Regions from separate parts of the Mus musculus genome. Here all the other regions are linked to region 1. Evidence: chromatin contacts called from public Hi-C and Micro-C data. All regions are on one chromosome and are shown on one strand. The core of a region is the stretch at or near the end of the contact, and the rest is flanking DNA. Distances in the headings are between cores, read along the strand shown. Region 1 holds the start of Nol11 (nucleolar protein 11). Region 2 overlaps Pitpnc1 (phosphatidylinositol transfer protein, cytoplasmic 1). Region 3 overlaps Pitpnc1 (phosphatidylinositol transfer protein, cytoplasmic 1).

What was found. A called contact is a pair of places that touch in the nucleus more often than the background predicts.
Region 2: a contact with region 1 is called in a Hi-C map of muscle stem cells, with 2.1 times the contacts expected there. The contact joins the enhancer-like site here to the promoter of Nol11 in region 1. A contact is called at or near these places in 5 of 39 promoter capture datasets (embryonic stem cells, liver, macrophages and 1 more), 1 of 484 Hi-C or Micro-C datasets (muscle stem cells), 3 of 115 datasets of contacts at active chromatin or transcription factors (effector CD8 T cells, embryonic stem cells and memory CD8 T cells) and 4 of 9 other capture datasets (adipose tissue, liver, macrophages and 1 more).
Region 3: a Micro-C map of the G1E-ER4 cell line shows a contact between it and region 1, with 5 times the contacts expected there. The contact joins the enhancer-like site here to the promoter of Nol11 in region 1. A contact is called at or near these places in 8 of 39 promoter capture datasets (the 3T3-L1 cell line, the C10 cell line, cranial neural crest and 4 more), 2 of 484 Hi-C or Micro-C datasets (the G1E-ER4 cell line and embryonic stem cells), 6 of 115 datasets of contacts at active chromatin or transcription factors (astrocytes, effector CD8 T cells, embryonic basal ganglia and 2 more) and 2 of 9 other capture datasets (adipose tissue and liver).

Annotation. Positions count from the first base shown.
Region 1 is chr11:107,187,313-107,191,279 of GRCm38.p6, reverse strand. It overlaps Nol11 (nucleolar protein 11), which reads left to right and starts at 1,899. Exons shown (of 18, transcript NM_133702.3): 1 at 1,899-2,163. The coding sequence starts at 2,023. It overlaps Gm39425 (a long non-coding RNA gene), which reads right to left and starts at 1,953. Exons shown (of 3, transcript XR_880257.3): 1 at 1,761-1,953. It also overlaps the pseudogene Gm11718.
Region 2 is chr11:107,377,800-107,381,657 of GRCm38.p6, reverse strand. The region is part of intron 1 of Pitpnc1 (phosphatidylinositol transfer protein, cytoplasmic 1); the gene reads left to right. Among named protein-coding and RNA genes, the nearest start is that of Gm11713, 31 kb to the left of the region's middle. Within about 2 kb of position 1,942, at least 33 of the 459 cell types and tissues checked have an H3K27ac peak or open chromatin away from gene starts, as enhancers often do. A contact at or near this core is called in adipose tissue, liver and muscle stem cells, where this site is marked.
Region 3 is chr11:107,420,124-107,424,099 of GRCm38.p6, reverse strand. All of the region lies in intron 1 of Pitpnc1 (phosphatidylinositol transfer protein, cytoplasmic 1), which reads left to right. Among named protein-coding and RNA genes, the nearest start is that of Gm11714, 6.1 kb to the left of the region's middle. Within about 2 kb of position 1,574, at least 36 of the 459 cell types and tissues checked have an H3K27ac peak or open chromatin away from gene starts, as enhancers often do. A contact at or near this core is called in the G1E-ER4 cell line, astrocytes, memory CD8 T cells and 1 more, where this site is marked.

The DNA of each region.
Region 1 (3,967 bases), core at 650-3,149:
CAAGGAAGGGGAGGATGCAACAGTAGTCATTTCTTGCTCAAAATCCAGGGCAACATGGCAGAGCCCCTCCTTAATGTCACCTACAACTTCTGTCTCAGCTGTGGTAGTAAAGCTGTAGCCTGGCTCAGTCAGGATCTTATGAGGTATCATGAGGTCGTCTATCAGGTCCTGACCAACCAGGTCCAGACACAAGATAGTGCTGGTGGTGGATACAGATACAAATAAACAAGGGCCTAGTGATACATATTACCAGGTAAGTTCCAGGCCAGCCTAGAGTACAGAATACCCCATTTCAAACAAAACAAAACAAAACAGAAACAATGTGTGTATGTATGTATATATGTGTATAGACATATGCATACATTGTGCAACAGTTTGCTCAAACTGCAGTAGTGCCTCTGAATGCTTCCTAGGAGGGAAGAAGGAGGTGCAAGATCTAGGAGACTCAGGAAGTAAACAAAATTTTCAAGTCTAAGTAAGCTGCAACCTGTAAAATTCACAAGCCCCACCTCCAAATTATACAAGCAGTAAACTGTCCTGGCCTTAGCTGTCTGTCAGAGAGTGGGGGAATCTTCAGAAATGAAACTTGTGTGATTCTTCACCCATACTGAGGTTAATGGAAGCATGGCTAACGTGAGCACAGAGCACTGTTGATTTCATTCTGTGAATGCATCTCCCAGGAGCCAAGGCTGGCTGCCAACCTGTCGATCAGTCTGCCTCAGCCTGCCAAGGGCTGGGCAAGTCCTGCTAAGTTTCTTTTTTTGTTTGTTCTTAAAGACAGTCTTAGGGCTGGAGAGATGGCTCAGAGGTTAAGAGCACTGGCTGCTGTTCCAGAGGTCCTGAGTTCAATTCCCAGCATCCACATGGTGGCTCACAACCATCTGTAATGGGATTTGATTCACTCTCTTCTAGTGTGTCTCTGAAGACAGCTGTAGTGGACTCATATAAATAAAACAAGCCTGGCATGGTGGTGCACTTGAGAGGCAGAGGCAGGCAGATTTCTGATTTCAAGGCCAGCCTTGTCTACAGAGTGAGTTCCAGGACAGCCAGGGCTATACAGAGAAACCCTGTTTCATAAAACCAAAAAAAAAAAAAAAAAAGATAAAACAAAAAACCTTTAAAGACAGTCAGTCTTGGGGCTGGCGAGATGACTCAGTGCTAAGAGCACTGACTGCTCTATCAAAGGTCCTGCGTTCGAATCCCAGCAACCACATGGTGGTTCACAACCATCGTAATGAGACCTGACACCTTCTTCAGGCACATCTGAAGACAATTACAGTGTACTTATGTATAATAATAAATAAAAACTTAAAAAAAAAAAGATAGTCAGTCTTTCTGTGTAGCTAAGGCTGGCCTAGAATTCTATGTAGACCAAATTGATCTCGAATTTACTGAGATCCCCCTGCCTCAGTCTCCAGAGTGCTGGGATCAAAGGCATGTGCCGCCACGCCCAGCTAGATTTCGGGTTTTTGTTTTGTTTTGTTGTTTTTTTAATCAAAAGAGTTGTACATTCTGATAATCTGGAAAAGATTTCTCTACCAGCACCAAAAACGATAGTTAAAATAAATGCCCACGAACTAGCCGTCTCTGGAGGGTTAGGGTAAGCGAGATTAGGCATTTTGAAACAGAACCTTAACTGCCATCTGCAGGTTAATATTTTTCCCTTCTGGCATATTGTGGTAGGACTTTTTAGAGTTCACTAGCATATTTTTAAAATATGTTTTTTTTTATATCAGGCCGTTTTTAAACTTATCTCTCACCTTCCAAGAGGTGAAACAAGAGGGCAAGGGAGCCGACTCAGCGATTTCTGTCTCTACTAGCCGGGAGGCGTGGCCTCGAGGGTCTTGAGCGTTCGCACGTGGTCTAGACTCCACCCACTGGGCGGTGTTCGCCTCCTCCTCTTCCGCCCGCCAGGGGTCGCAGTTCTGCTCGAGCTGATTTTCCTCCTTGGTGTCGGTCGCTCTCGCGAGAGGAAGCACAAAGGCTGCCGGGAAGCATGCCCGGGCTGTAGGCCAACCCAAAATGGCAACCCTGGAAGAAGAATTCACGTTGTCTACTGGAGTCTTAGGCGCCGGGCCTGAGGGATTCCTAGGTGTAGAGCAGACTGACAAAGCCGACCAGTTCCTAGTGACGGACAGCGGCAGGACCGTCGTCCTTTACAAGGTGAGGACGGTGGGGCTGGCCGGCAGGTGTCTCGCCTCTGTCCGAAGCCGGGGGCGGGAGGCTTGAGTTTCTCACACTTGGGAAGGAAAGCCGGGAGCGGGCGTGACAGAGACCCGGGGTGCGACAGAGTCGGCGGGACGCCGCATGAGGTTCAGAAGTTGTTTGTCAGTAGTGAGGACCGGCGTATTTCCGAGTGACGTGCGGCGGTGTCTGGGTGCACATGGGATGAGCTGGGGACCTGTGCCTCCCCTTTCCCCGGGGACAGAGCCTGGCCGAGGGGACCACGTCTGTCACCCAGCAGCTTGCATGACACTGACAGGTTGAAAATGTGTGTTCTCCAGGACATCCTCCGCTCCTTGGGGTCCCGGGGGCGGGGTGAGTCGGATGGTGGGAAGAGGCAGGGATTTCTTGGTGTCCTAGAAAGATTGGACAGTTCTGCATCACACTGTGAAAGTCGCAGTCTCACCCGCTTTGCAGCCTGATTCCCGGCTCAACAAGCATACGTAGAGCCTTGTTATAGCAATCATCTACAAAGCACGTTTTTTAAGCTGGAGTTTTGAAGTTTGTTGTTGTTGTCGTCATTTTGGTTAGTATTTTGGGTTTTCGAAACAGGGTTTCTCTGTGTAGCCCTGGCTGTCCTGACTCTGTAAACCGAACTCATAGAGATGCATTGGAATTAAAGGCGTGTGCCACCACCACCAATGCCCCTGAACAGTTTCTTGTGTCATTAAAAAAGTTATCCATCTGCAAGGGCTGGAGAGAGTATTGGCTGCTCTTCCGGAGGACTGGGGTTCAATTCCCAGCACCCACATTGCAGCTCACAACTGTAACAACGGGATCTAACACCCTCACACAGACATACAAGCAAACAAAACACCAGTGTACGTAAAAACAACAGGAACAACCGAAAAACTAAGTTATTCAGGAAAAAAAAAGTTACCCAAGTGTTTTATTGTTTTGGGGACAGGTTGCCAACAATCCCCTATACTGTTGGTTTAAACTTCCCTTCAAACTTGGGGCTGTCTACTAATTTGGCAGTTTCTGCATAGGAATACAATAGTTGATGACAGTTAGGTGGACTTGCACCAACCTGATTTTCTCTACCTCTGTTCCACAAGTAATCAATTCTTTTTTTTTTTTTAATATTTATTTATTTATTATATGTAAGCACACTGTAGCTGTTTTCAGACACTCCAGAAGAGGGCATCAGATTTTTTGTTACAGATGGTTGCGAGCCACCATGTGGTTGCTGGGATTTGAACTCAGGACCTTTGGAAGAGCAGTCGGCGCTCTTAACTGCTGAGCCATCTCTCCAGCCCCCAATCAATTCATTTTTAATTGTATCATTGTTCATACAGAGTGTCTTGTATTAATTTTCATATTGTTAAGAGTTTTGGAGGATTTTTGTTTTGTTTTTGAGACAGGTCTGGCTTTGGGTTTTTGTTTGTTTGTTGTTGTTGTTTGAAACAGTTTCTCCCTGTGTATCTCTACCTGTCCTGAAACTCACTATATAGACCAGGCTGGCCTCTGGCTCCACCTTCCAAGTGCTGGGATCAAAGGCATGCAGAATTCCCTATCCTGTCTCAGCCTCCCAGTGCTAAGGATACAAGTGTGAACCATCACACCTAGTTAGAATTTAAAGATGACACTTGATCATCACAACTGCTAAGTGTGCAAATAGTGAAATGGTACATTGTTGTATAGACATCACCACAATCCACCTCCAAGGAACTCTTAATCTGTGCAAGTTCTGAGGGCTGTTGAGATGGCCCAGCTGGTAAAGGTACTTGTCACCAAGTCTAAT
Region 2 (3,858 bases), core at 693-3,192, 190 kb before region 1:
GGAAGAGTCTGATACCCTCATGGTGCTCCGTGTGCTTGCATTAACAGGCTGCCTTGCTTGTTCGTCCTCCTTTTCAATCTGGTCTGCCTCTAGTTTCACTGAGCTTCTGTCTCCCACAGAATCCTAAGGAGGACAGGGCTGGTCTGAGACTGTCCCAGAGTTCTGCTGCCTCATGTCTGTTTCATGTCATGCTTCCAGACCCAGAGGGACTCTGGAATCATAAGCAAAAGGGGAGTTTTTCTCTCCTTGGAGACAGGATCTCATGCTTCCCAGGCTGGCCTCAAACTTACTATGTAGCCAAGGCTAGCCTTTGTGTTGGGGTTTTCAGGGGTTGGCCACTTCACCTTGGCCTTTCCTTTCTTATACCTCTCTCTTCTCCCTCCCTTTCACCTCCCTCCATTCCCCCGCCCCCCTCCCCTGCATCCCCGAATCCCCGATCCCTGAATTGCCAGAGATCAGATCCAGGGCCATATATATAACACATTGGCTGGCACACTGAACTGGACCACCAGACCCCATCTTCTCCATCCTATCCAAGGACAAGCAGATTCGACAAACACGAGGCTGAAAGGAGACAGGGAGTGTGTGTTCTCAGTCCTCACACACTGAGGAAGAGTTGACTTATGGGCACCTAAGCATTTAGAGTGGTAGCTGTGGGCAGGAAGGAACATTAAGGAAATTTCTATTATCTCTCATGCAGTGTGCCAGAAAGGGCATGCTCTGAGGTAGACTGCTATACATTGAGTTATTTACTTATATGCTAGAGCTCAAAGTACCTTGAGAGTGCTAGATCAATACTCTACCACTGAACTACACCAGTAGCTTGTACAACTCATTCTTCAATGGGCGTATGGGTGGGAAACACTATAGATTAAGAATGCTACTTACGGGGCTGGTGAGATGGCTCAGCCGGTAAGAGCACCAATTGCTCTTCCAAAGGTCCTGAGTTCAAATCTCAGCAACCACATGGTGGCTCACAACCATCTGTAATGAGATCTGATGCCCTCTTCTGGAATGTCTGAAGACAGCTACAGTGTACTTACAAATAATAAATGAATAAATAAATATTAAAAAAAAAGAATGCTACTTACAACTTTTCCATATACAAATACATTTTAAAAAAAAAAATCACACCATTAAGTTAAACTCCTCCTGACCACCATGGATAAAGAGCCCATTGTTCTGATCTGGAGACATTCCTGTTTTGCAAACTCACACCATCAAAACAAGTGTGAGTTTTCTCTGGCTGCACCCGAGCTCCCAGGATGCCCCCCACACACACACACACACAACGAGGTGCTTCCCTCGGCTCTTCTGGAGTGACTGGACTTTAGGTGGGACTGTTAATTGCAAAATCTGAAGAGGGGAAAGTTTACGTTTTGTCAGCTGCCAAACTCTGGACTTCACGGTGAACCGTCAGGACTAACTTTCTAGGCCAAGTGTAAGCAGCTCCGCCGGGGCTGCTGATGTGAGGGTGGAGGAGCGTGACATTTTATTTAGATGCTTGGCCAGAGTTCAGACCCATGGACTCTAGGGTCAGCCTCCAGAGCTCAAGTGATTTCCCCTAGGAAAATGCTTTCCTGTCCCTAGCCCTTGTACAGGATCACCAAACAACTTGCTGGTGGAGGAAAGGGGCTAGAACCACAGATCAGAGGAGAAAAGCTTCGGTTCCAAAGAGCCATTGCCGGCTGAATTTTTCTCTTGTTGGAGTCATGGGTTGTTTTTTGTTGTTGTTGTTTGTTTGTTTTTCTATTGTTGCTTTTGTTTTGTTTTTCCAGTAGAATACGGAAAAAAAAAAAAAGAAGGAAAAGATAAAAGATAACTCCGCTTTCGAAATAATGTTTGAGTCAACTCAGATCTAAGAGAAAAGCTGTGTTGCTCGGCTAGCAAATAGTAGCGCTGGGGATTCGAAAGGCGGCCCCGCCCCCCTCAGCATCCGTAGACCGGTTGACTGTCCTGGGCCTGGAGCCTATCCCAGCTCACCTCGGTTGTTTGGAATGCTCTCTGGAAGCTGGCAGCGCGATGGTTATGTAATGTGGACTCTGAGGCCTGCCAGCCGGCCCTCAGCAGGTCCTGGGGAGATGCCAGGTTCTCTGGAGCCTTTCTTAAGCTAGCTCAGTAGATTGCTGTGGCCTCAAGTACACACTGGGCACCGATCTCGGCCGTCATGATTTTACAGACTGAGACAGTATCCTCAGTAACCTTCAACCACACCTGAGCATAGTTAACCAAGTCTGGCCCCATGTTGTGTTTAATTTTTGAAATTACAGCCAGATATAAACAGTAATTAAATGTGTGTGTCCGAGTGTGGGTATGAGCATGTGAGTGCAGGTACCGTCAGGGGCCAGAAGAGGGCGTCAGATCCCCTGGAGGTAGAGTTATAGGTGTCAGTAAGGTTCCTATCGCCGTGTTGGGAGCTGAGCTTGGGAACTCAAATAAGAACTCTTAATTGATGCGTCATGGCTCTGGCTCCTGTGTGTTGGGTGCATTGGGAGGGTAGCTGAGCTTACAGATGTGCACTTGTGGAGGTCAGAGGACAAGTGTTAGGAGTTGGTTCTCTCCTGCTGTGTTCTGGAGATAAAACCCAGGTCATCCGGCTAGAAGGACGTGCACTTTTATCCACCAAGCGATCTCTTTAGCCCTTTTGTTTTGTTTTGTTTTGTTTTGTTTTGTTTTTCGAGACAGGGTTTCTCTGTATAGTCCTGGCTGTCCTGGAACTCACTTTGTAGACTAGGCTGGCCTCGAACTCAGAAATCCGCCTGCCTCTGCCTCACAAGTGCTGGGATTAAAGGCGTGCGCCACCACCGCCCGGCCCAGCCCTATTTTTAAGATCAAGTAATCCTCCCTTCTTCCTCTACCACATTTTCTTATTCACTCACTGAACTTGGCTGGCTTCTTTATCGGCTTCCTTAACGGGATGCTCAAACTCCTGAGTCCCTGCTTCCACTGCCTTTGGTGATATGCCCAGAATCGGAATTGCTAGATTACGTGATAACCAACACCCCCGCCCCTGCCCGTCCCCGTCCCCCTCCCCCCGCCCCCCACAAACATGCCTTATCTTGGATTCCTATTTATTTACTATTTTTAAGAAAGCAAAGTACCCTGAGAAACTTGGACTCACAGAACCCGGTTGCTTGCTCTCCTTCCTTTCCTTACCCTTGTGGCATCAGCTTCTGGTGTTCCGTGTTTCGTGGGGAAGGGTGGCCTTGTTTCAATTTGACCCCTCTCGTCATCAATTCCTCCCTTCCTCTTCCTTCTCTTTCATTTTTCTTTACTTTTCCTTTTTGAACTCTTGGTCCAGACACGCTGCTCCTGTGGCCTGTATGGGAATGGGTACTTCCTGCGGGCTGCAGAGGGGAATCCCACCACCCCCACCCCACAGCCGACTGGTGAAGGGTAATGTCCTCTGGAGAGGCTGATGCGGCAGGTTTGAGGCCAGGGGAGTTCTGCAAGCCTCTTGGAGGTTTACTGCACAGCCTTCTGGGTTCTCCAGGGTTCCATCTCTGACCGGATCGACAGTTCATTTCCCCTGCTTGCCTAGCTTCTTTTCTGACTTTTTGGACTTCTCTCTCTTTCTTTCCTTCCTTCCTTCCTTCCTTCCTTCCTTCCTTCCTTCCTTCCTTCCTTCCTTCCTTCTTTCCTTCTTTCTTTCTTTCTTTCTTTCTTTCTTTCTTTCTTTCTTTGAGGGGAATATTTTGTTTTGTTTTTGTTGCTTTTGGCTTTTCGAGACATTGTTTCTCTGTGTAGCCCTGGCTGTTCTGGAACTTCCTCTGTAGACCAGGCTGGTCTCCAACTCAAGGATTCCCCTGCCTCTGCCTCCCAAGTGCTGGGATTAAAGGGGCCTGGCCTTGGTTACTG
Region 3 (3,976 bases), core at 325-2,824, 230 kb before region 1:
GAGTCAGCATTCCCTTTAGAGTGTGTCCGTCTGTGTTAGAGGATCCAGGGATATGCAGTGCTTACAGCTAGTGAGACCATGTCTTACACAGTCTCGGAATGGATCATAGCTGATTTTTTAACTATATATATATACATATGTATATGTGTGTATATATATATATATATATATATATATGATTTATTTATTATTATATGTGAGTACACTGTAGCTGTCTTCAGACACGCCAGGAGAGGGTGCCAGATCTCATTACAGATGGTTGTGAGCTACCAAGTGGTTGCTGGGAATTGAACTCAGGACCTCTGGACGAGCAGTCAATGCTCTTAACTGCTGAGCCATCTCTCCAGCCCCTTTTTCTTTGTCATTTTCTTGGGTTTGATGAATAAATGTTTGTTCATCAATCAGTATCATTGTCAAAAAACCTTAAGTACAGAGACTGATTGTCAGTTGTTGGTTTGGTGCTTTGTGACGATAGCTCTTGTAGCCCAGGCTTGGGTCTAACTTTACATAGTCAAGGATGACTTTGAACTCCAGTCCTTACCATACGGTCTGGCTTATTTGGTGCTGGGGGAGGGGTGTGGGGCAGGAATTCCAGCTTCATGCACTCTACCCACTGAGCTCTGTCCTTAGCCCTCAACAAGTCGTTTTTAAATTTACATTTTTTGTTGTGTGTGTGTGTACACACATGTGTGTGCATGTATGCATGTGTGTATGTGCGCCTGTGTGTGCATACACAGTATGTATGTCTGTGTGCGTGCACACGCACAAGTTCTAACGTGACGACCAGAGGACAATTTTCAGGGGTCAGTTATCTTCCAGCATTTGGGGCCCCAGGATCAAACTCAGTCCCTTGGGCTTGGTAGCAAGTGCCTTTACCCCCAGAGCCCTCTCACTGGCCTTCTGCTCTTCATCCAAAGGAGAGCCACCCTTCAGAGGCACAGCAGTCAAGCTTATAAAAGACTTCAGTCTGCAAGACTTCTTCAGTGGTGACTTTTTTTTCTGGATCATTAACTCTGTCTAGTGCGTTGTGAGACAAGACTTACTGTTGGAAGAAGTTCATTATTTATTTCTGTTTTATGCTAAACTATCCCTTTAATGATGTTTTGTTGGGTTGGTTTTGTGTGGGGCTGGGGAGGGTTGTACGTTTTTGAGGTCTCTTATGGCTCAGGGTGGACTTGAACCCTCTGTAACCAAGGCTGATCTTCAACTGAGTCTCCCATCTTAACCTTTCAGTTGCTTCACAGGTGTGTGCCACCATGTCTGGCTCCATGGAGATTTCTGTCAGGGTTCTGTGGAATCATATCTCCAGCTTTTCTATCTGTGTCCTCCCTGTACCACCCTCCCCCATTCTTTTCTATCCCATCAGCCTCTGCTGACCCTTATTTTTGACAGGGTCCTAGCTTGCATGGTGATTTGGCTCTAGAAAATATTCCTTGATCATCCAGTAAGTTTGCAGCAGTGAGCTTGCAGTTTTCAAATTGTGGTTTTGGCGAGAGATACTAATGAAGACTCGGGCACGGAGCAGCAGGCCGAGAATAAGGAAAGAATCCTCTTAAAATAGACCTCACGTGCTTCTGTTTAGTTACAGGGTAATTTGTAAAACATGAGTGTCCAACCCAGGGTGTGGGGCATGCTAAGCAGGCAGTCTGCTGCTGAGCTGCATCTCAGCCCCCAGAAATGGATGCTTCCTTCCCTGTCCCCTGGACCCTCAGCACTGCATACCATAGAATTGCAAGCATGCAGATGCAGCCTCACACCTGTGTCAATGAGGATGGTGTCCTAAGTATCACCACCATGACAAACTTTTCTTCCTTGGTATTCAGTTTCTGGCTTCCTTGCTAACGACTGTGTTTATTTCAGGTGTCATTACATAGCTCGTTCTCTCTCTCTCTCTCTCTCTCTCTCTCTCTCTCTCTCTCTCTCTCTCTCCCTCTGGTTTTTCGAGACAGGGTTTCTCTGTATAACCCTGGCTGTCCTGGAAAGCACTCTGTAGACCAGGCTCAGAAATTCACCTGTCTCTGCCTCCCAAGTGCTGGGATCAAAGGCGTGTACCACCACTGCCCAGCACAGCACACAGGTCTCTTTCCCTCAGCCTGGATGGGTTTTAGCTTGGGTTTTAGCAAGCTTCACCACACCTATCAGAGGAGGATTAGCCCTCCCCGGGAAGTGGCTATCTGCTGTACTCAGGAAGCCAGCAGGGTGTTCCTGAGAAAGGAAGGTCTCTAGTGTATTTTCTAGAATACAAGCTGATATTTTTGTGAGCTTGTTCTAGAAACTTCATTACAGGCTCCAAGAACATTATTTCCTATGATTGTAAATAACTGAACAACCTCTCTCATCTTGATCTTTTTCTTTTCTTTTCTTTTCTTTTCTTTTCTTTTCTTTTCTAAATTCCCATGGGTGTTTGAGTAGGATCTCATGTAGCTCAGGCTGGACCACAACTCAGTATAGAGCTAAAGCTAGTCTATTCTCCCTATCCTTCTGAATTTGCCTACGTCATGCTGGGATTGTAGGTACATACCTCCACTCCTGACCCTACCAGGATAAATTAGTTGTATAAAATGATGTAGTTGCTGTGCAGTGGTGTGCAGCACTCGGGAGGCAGAGGCAGAGGCAGAGGCAGGGGGATCGCTTGAGTTTGAGGATAGCCTGGTAAATAGAATAAATGCTAGGATAACCAGGGCTACACAGAGAAACCCTCTTTTAATCCCCCAGCCTCCAAAGGCATTTAGGGTTACAAGATGGCTCAGTGGGTATGGATGGGCACTTGCTGGCAAGCCTTACACATGACAGGCTGTCGATCCCTAGGGCCTACATACACAATAAATAAAGTGTAGCCCAGGCTGACCTTGAAGTTTCTACGTAGCCCAGGCAGGCCTGGAACCACTGATCCCCTGTTTTCACCTCCCAGCTGGTGAGTTGCAGGGGTGTCCCCCCATCCCAGCTGCATTTTGATTTCTCCCTAGGCTCCTGTCAATGTCTGTGGGTTCAGTGTCTGGTACTGCTCTCGGGGGTATGGGGGAGGGGGCAGGGAGGTGCTTTGTTAGACTTATTCAGATGCTATTTTTTAGTATGGTCACTTTGTGACACAAATGTGTCTAGACACATACATAGTAATGGTTCAAACTCACTCATGGCCCTGTGTGTGTGTGTGTGTGTGTGTGTGTGTGTGTGTGTGTGTGTGTAGTGTCAATGGTGAGGCCAGAGCAGGGCATCAGGTATCTTCTCTCGCTTTCCCTGAGTTATTATTATTTATTATAGTCTCTCATTGAACTCTCACCACTGCACAGCAAGTACATCATTGAACTCTCACTGTTTCAGCCAGACTGGCTGCTCAGCAAGTCTCCAAGTTCAAACCACCTCCCATCCCAGCCTTGAGCTCTAGCACTGGATTCCAGGACAGGTTGCCATGATCTGCTTTTACATAGGTGCTGGGGATTTGAACTCAGGTCCTCTTACCCACTGAGTCACTTTCTCAGTCCCCTCTCCCTGCTCTGTTTTAAGTTAAGGCCTTGGGCTAGAGAAAAGGCTCAGCAGTTAAGAGCACTGACTGCTCTTCCAGAGGTCCTGAGTTCAATTCCCAGCACCCACATGGTGGCTCACCACCATCTGTAATGGAATCTGGTGCCCTCTTCTGGTGTGTCTGAAGACGGCTACAGTGGACTCATACACATAAGATAAATCTTAAAACAAAAAAACAAAAAAGTCTCGATCTTGCTGTGTGGCACTGGCTGGCCTGGCTGGTCTTGAATTCAGGCTTGTCTACAGCATCCTGCTTTCCATATCCCTTTAAAATGTTATTAGGCCCACTTAGAAGGCCAGGTCACCAAGAAGCTTCGTCCCCGGCCTGCCACACAGAATAGTCTTCCTGGGGCCTTAGCGGCTGCTGGCTGTTCTTTCAGAGTACTCCAGGGGAGGGGAGACTCTGGGCTGCAGGAATGGAATTGTATTGCAGTCCTGGCAGAGGCCCACCCTC